Regions from separate parts of the Gossypium hirsutum genome. Here region 2 is linked to region 1. Evidence: chromatin contacts called from public Hi-C data. All regions are on one chromosome and are shown on one strand. The core of a region is the stretch at or near the end of the contact, and the rest is flanking DNA. Distances in the headings are between cores, read along the strand shown. Region 1 holds the start of LOC107922463. Region 2 holds the start of LOC107922140 (V-type proton ATPase subunit a3).

The links. A called contact is a pair of places that touch in the nucleus more often than the background predicts.
Region 2: a Hi-C map of leaf shows a contact between it and region 1, with 2.6 times the contacts expected there. The contact joins the promoter of LOC107922140 here to the promoter of LOC107922463 in region 1. A contact is called at or near these places in 2 of 34 Hi-C or Micro-C datasets (callus and leaf).

What each region holds. Positions count from the first base shown.
Region 1 is chrD01:18,358,960-18,361,659 of Gossypium_hirsutum_v2.1, forward strand. LOC107922463 reads left to right here and starts at 1,305. Exons shown (of 7, transcript XM_016852511.2): 1 at 1,305-1,903; 2 at 2,700. The coding sequence starts at 1,832.
Region 2 is chrD01:18,626,421-18,629,120 of Gossypium_hirsutum_v2.1, forward strand. It overlaps LOC107922140 (V-type proton ATPase subunit a3), which reads left to right and starts at 1,257. Exons shown (of 18, transcript XM_016852006.2): 1 at 1,257-1,630; 2 at 1,749-1,793; 3 at 2,073-2,195; 4 at 2,271-2,378; 5 at 2,597-2,700. The coding sequence starts at 1,490.

The DNA.
Region 1 (2,700 bases), core at 55-2,554:
TTTAAATCTTCAACCCTTCAATCTTTATCCAACCATATTTAAATCTTCAATCTTTCAATCAAGTCCTCCTCTTTGCTTTTCTTGTTCCAATTTAGCCCATTCTTGTAAAAGTTTGAATTCAACACACCCACTTCAATCCTGATAAGAAAAACTCAAATTTAATAATATTTTATCCGATAATTAACTAAAAATAAATATATTAAAAATACGAATTTATCTTACTATCAATTAGTTAAAAATTAATTGACCCAACCGTGGTGGAGAGTCATATTAGTTCTATATGATTATAGTCCTTTCCTTTTATATATATGAAGTTTCTTATTCTATTAATTTATTTTAATTTTTATAGTATTGCTTATAATTTTTATATTATTGCCTTCTATGTAATTATATGATTCTTTCTTTTAAAAAATTATAATAAAGGGTGTGTTAATAATTAACAACATTTTTGTTAATAATTATTAACTAATTTTATTTTAAAATTAAGAAATTAACTTAATAATAATAATAATAAAAGTCTCAATAACAAATATGAATAACTTGAATTTAAAATGACTGAACCTAAATGATTTGACTGTTAAAATTGAATGATTAAATTCGAAATAATTTGAAAAAAATTATTTAACCCAAATAACTCAAATATTAAACCCAAATAATCTCAATATTAAATTTGAATGACTCAAATCTAAAATAAGTTGATCACTTAAAATCCAAATGATGTAGACAATTTTTTTTATACAATGCAAGTTCAAACTCGCATGTCTATATATCATACGCTACCACTTTCCTTGAAATAAAAAAAATATTAATTAGAGTCTCTCAAAATTTTTGAAAAATTTCATTTTTCCTTGAAGTTTTTAGAAAAATTCAATTAGACTACCTCAAATTTTTTAAAATTCTCATTATATTTTTTATTATTTTTTTAAAATTTTAAATAAGTTCTTTTAATTTTTTTTAAAATTCATAAAAAAAAATTAAACCCCAATTTTTTTAAAAAATTCTCATTAAACTTTAAAAATTTTACTAGACTCTTGAAACGTAGTCTCAAGATTTGTTATTTCTTTGGTGAATTACAAAAGGAGAGTCAAAACTCTAATAATAACATGATTAGTATGAGTCGAACTCAGATTACACTTGAAACGATAAATCATTATCATTGATTATCAATATATATACACTTTGATATCAAACATAAATGAAGTAATTTCAATCAATGTAATTATTGTTATAGTTAAAAATGATGTATGCCCTAAACTAAGTTAAATCTAAAATAAATTAAAAAAACCTAAAATTTACCGTAATCAAAATCTATACCACTTTGAAGGTAGGTGATAGACAGTTTAGTCAACGGTCAAAACCGATTACGCGGCGCCGCAACCAACAGCCAATACGGGTGCAGTCACCTGAAGAATTACCGTGAGATAGCGAGAGAAAGGGTTAGTGAAGGGTAAAGAAGCCAAGTTCTACCCCAAAAGAAAGAAACAGGGGGGGCTTTTATTTGTAGTTAACTTTTGGTTGGCATTACCACACTCCGATTTGATTGAAAATCCGTGAAATCATCAAATCTAATTTGTCCCCCACTTTCGACAGTACAACCCCACCATCCCCCTGCTTTCAGTTTTTAGTTCTAGGTTTCCTCTTAAAATTCCCTCCCACACACTCTTTTTTGTTCTTTTGTTTTTCGTTTTCATGGTTCACACACTTGGAGAGACCCAAACCGACGCTTCGCCAGACAGAAATCGTGGGAAGACAAAGTTGTAAAACGAATATAAAGAAAAGGGGGGAGGGGTTGAAAGGCGGCTCCTTCTTGCTTGGTTGTGCTCCAAAATAGATGGGGGCTTTGGCTCCAGTCCTTTCCACTTGGATACCTGAAGATGACCTTCTTTTGAAGAACGCTATTGAGGTACTTGCCTTTTCTTTTCTCCTTCATTGGTTTTTAAGAAAAGGAATAAAATAAAGATTGGGTCTTTTTCATACTTGTTTCAGGAATTGGTTTTACTTGTGGTCTCAATTCGACTTTTCTTCTGTTCGTATTTGCTGTCAACTTCAAGTCTTCTTTGTTTTTCTAGTAGCTAGAAAATAATGCCTTTTTTTTCTTTTATATTTCTCGCCCCTTCTATTTCCTTGTTTTAATTATTAGAGTTGCTGAGCTTATTTACGCGTCCTTCTTAGTCTTTTGGATGTATGGCACTGCCACTGTTCTAGTCTTCAAATTCTGGGTTTACTGTGTTAAAGCGTGGATTCATTGCAATATAAGTTGGTTGTATTAAAAAAAAGTTATACGATTCTTGCATTATGTTTATAAAGTTAGGATATTCATAAGATTATCCTCCTGTTGTTGTTGTTTCAGAGGAATACTATTGCATAATGCCAAAATTTGTCAGTAGATAGATTGCTTGTGAGAATGCGATGTAGAAATATTACTAATAAACATGGTTTGCGCCAAAGTGTTTCTATTCATGGATGCAAGTAGTTTTTCTAAAACATGAAATGACATTACTATGGTTGGTCTGGTAGTGCCCTTATTTGCAAAGAGTGCATGAATATCAACAGGAAAATGGGATCCAAATCGTGCATTTAGCATGACATTATCACCTCACTCTACTTCAGTTTTTGTTTTGTTTTTCTTATCGTCCTATGAATTGTGTTTCTACTTTATTGAACCCTGTTTCAGTCTATTTCTTTGTATCCTTTTGCAGG
Region 2 (2,700 bases), core at 7-2,506, 270 kb after region 1:
AGTTGAGTAGTCTTAGAGTCCAAATATGACATCCCTTGCTCATGATGTAATAGTTCACTTCGGGTGAGGGGTGTTATACTATATGTAAGTTAATGAATACATGTGTACTCATGAAATTGGAAATTTAATTTATGTTTAGCCAAAATAACTCTTTTCGGATCTTTGCTGTAAAATGTTAGTAAATAAAAGAAATGATCCTTTGTGGAAACAATGAGAATCTTAAATGTGAAATTAAGGCCTGAGATGATCTTTAAGAAATATGCATGTATTAGGCGCTCAGGGTGCCAATATGTGTGTTTAGATACGAATGGTCTAAACAACCTTTGAATTTTTTAACTTTGATTATGTTTTTGTTTGATAAACTTAATATGCTAATAACCTTGAGTAAATTATTCTATTTATGATTTTAAGTGCCCTAGTAAACTTAGAGAAATAATTAGGATACAACTGTCGTGCCAATAGGGAATTATGTGTACCTAGAATTCAATATCTGGAAATTTGTATCCAAAGTTTTGTGTCTTCGGGCTTGCTCTTATAACATGCACTATATGTCACCTTTGGGCTTAGCATTTTGGTGCTCTCTTGGTGTGTTTGGTGGCTTGGCACTTGGTGTGTTTGGGAGGGACATGATTTAAGTATATTCATGACCTTAATAGAAGAGTTAAGAAAGAAATTTAATATTTGCATAATGTATCTAAGTTCATATTTGAACTCATATATCAATATATTAGTAGGCTAAGGCCAAAAAATATTTTTAAAATTAATTTTAGAAATTAATTATTTTTTTAATATTTGCTAATGTGGCATTTTATCATGTTAGTATGATGTAGACGTGGCCACCGTTCAATTGGTCTGTCAACCACGTCAATAAAACTTAACAATCAAATTTGATCAATATTAACAAAAATACTTGGTTGATTAACTTTTTATCTTTATAACCTCAATTAATTGTTAAATTTTGTTGAGAGCTTCATTTACTTTTTTTTTTATATTTTTGAGTTATTTTTACTAGTAAGCCTACAAATTTATACCAAAGGCCTTAAAATTAGAGGAGGGCCGGTTACCTTTCAAAAAAAAAAAAAAAGAGGAGGGCCAGTTGACATACATCTTTACTTTTTGTGGACCACCGTTGGATATGACAACTGACTAGAGACCGCGTTTTAAACATGGAATAGAAGAGGTCTCATTAAAACGTCGCCGTATAGCCACTTTCAATTTTCCTTAACGTCCACTCAAAAAAAAAACCAGCGCGTGAAAATCACGGAAGAACGGAAACATTATAAACGGGAAAGAATAAAAAAGAGAAACGAACAAACCAGCCGAACATCCCCATTCACCAGTAGTCGTGAGGCGCCAGAGGATCGATCTCCGGCGAATTTTCTCCGGCTACGAAATTCCTTGTACATTAATTACGCATTTTTATGTAGATTTAATTTTTTATAACTAATATTAATTGTACTTTTAAAGAATTCTTTAGATTTTTATAATAATGGGAGGGGGAACGCATCGTCCGACGATGGATCTGCTGCGATCGGAGCCAATGCAGTTGGTGCAACTCATAATCCCGATTGAGTCAGCTCATCGTTCCATTTCTTATCTCGGTGATCTCGGCTTCTTTCAATTCAAAGACGTTAGTTTCTTCCAATTTCTTGATTTTCTTTTTCGAATTTTTAATTATCGTTGAAAATCTTTAGATTTAATATGTTTTACGTTCGCCTATTTTCTTTTAAAAATATTGTTTCTTGCAGCTTAATTCAGAGAAGAGCCCTTTCCAGAGAACGTATGCTACACAGGTCAGCCTTTATATTTTACAATTTTAATTTATTTTCATGAGATTCTGCCCTCAAATGGCAGTTTTGAATCCTGATTTGAAATCTTCATTCTCAAAGAATGCACACATTTGAAATTAAAAGATAATTTTGCTGAAATTAGTGGAATTTTAGATAAGAAACTCTACCTAGATATAAATTCATAATGATCTTATAAATCTTCTAAATGCTTGGAGATTTATGCTAATTTTTAGTTAATTTTAGGAATTTTATTATACTTGAATATGTTTTTCTGTCATGCAGATCAAGAGATGCGGGGAAATGGCACGCAAGCTACGTTTCTTCAAGGAACAGATGGTGAAGGCTGGTTTATCACCCTCGACTAGATCTGCAATTAGTGATGATGTTGATTTAGATAACTTAGAGGTAATAATGGATACTTTCTATTTTAACAGTTTTATTTATTATATGGAAACACAACTTTATATGTGGTCTTTGTAGGTGAAACTTGGAGAGCTTGAAGCTGAATTGATGGAGATGAATGCAAATCATGAGAAGTTGCAACATAGTTACAATGAACTAATAGAATATAAGCTAGTTGTCCAGAAGGTATGCTAACATTTCATGCATTCTCTGGTTATTAAAGCAGTAGGAGTGATTAGTTATTTCCCTCTTTCTGTACAAAGGCTTATCACCTTTCTTTAGGCAGCAGGTGTGAAAATTTTTATTTCCCTGTTTCCATATAATTGGTTTATCACCTTGCTTTCTAGAAGAAGCCTTATGATTCTGTAATGATTGATTACGGTGGTAATGTTTTCCTATTTCAGGCTGGTGAGTTTTTTCACTCAGCTCAAAGCATGGCTGCAGCTAAGCAGAGAGAAGTCGAAGCTCAGCAAAGGGGTGAAGGATCCATTGACAGTCCATTATTATT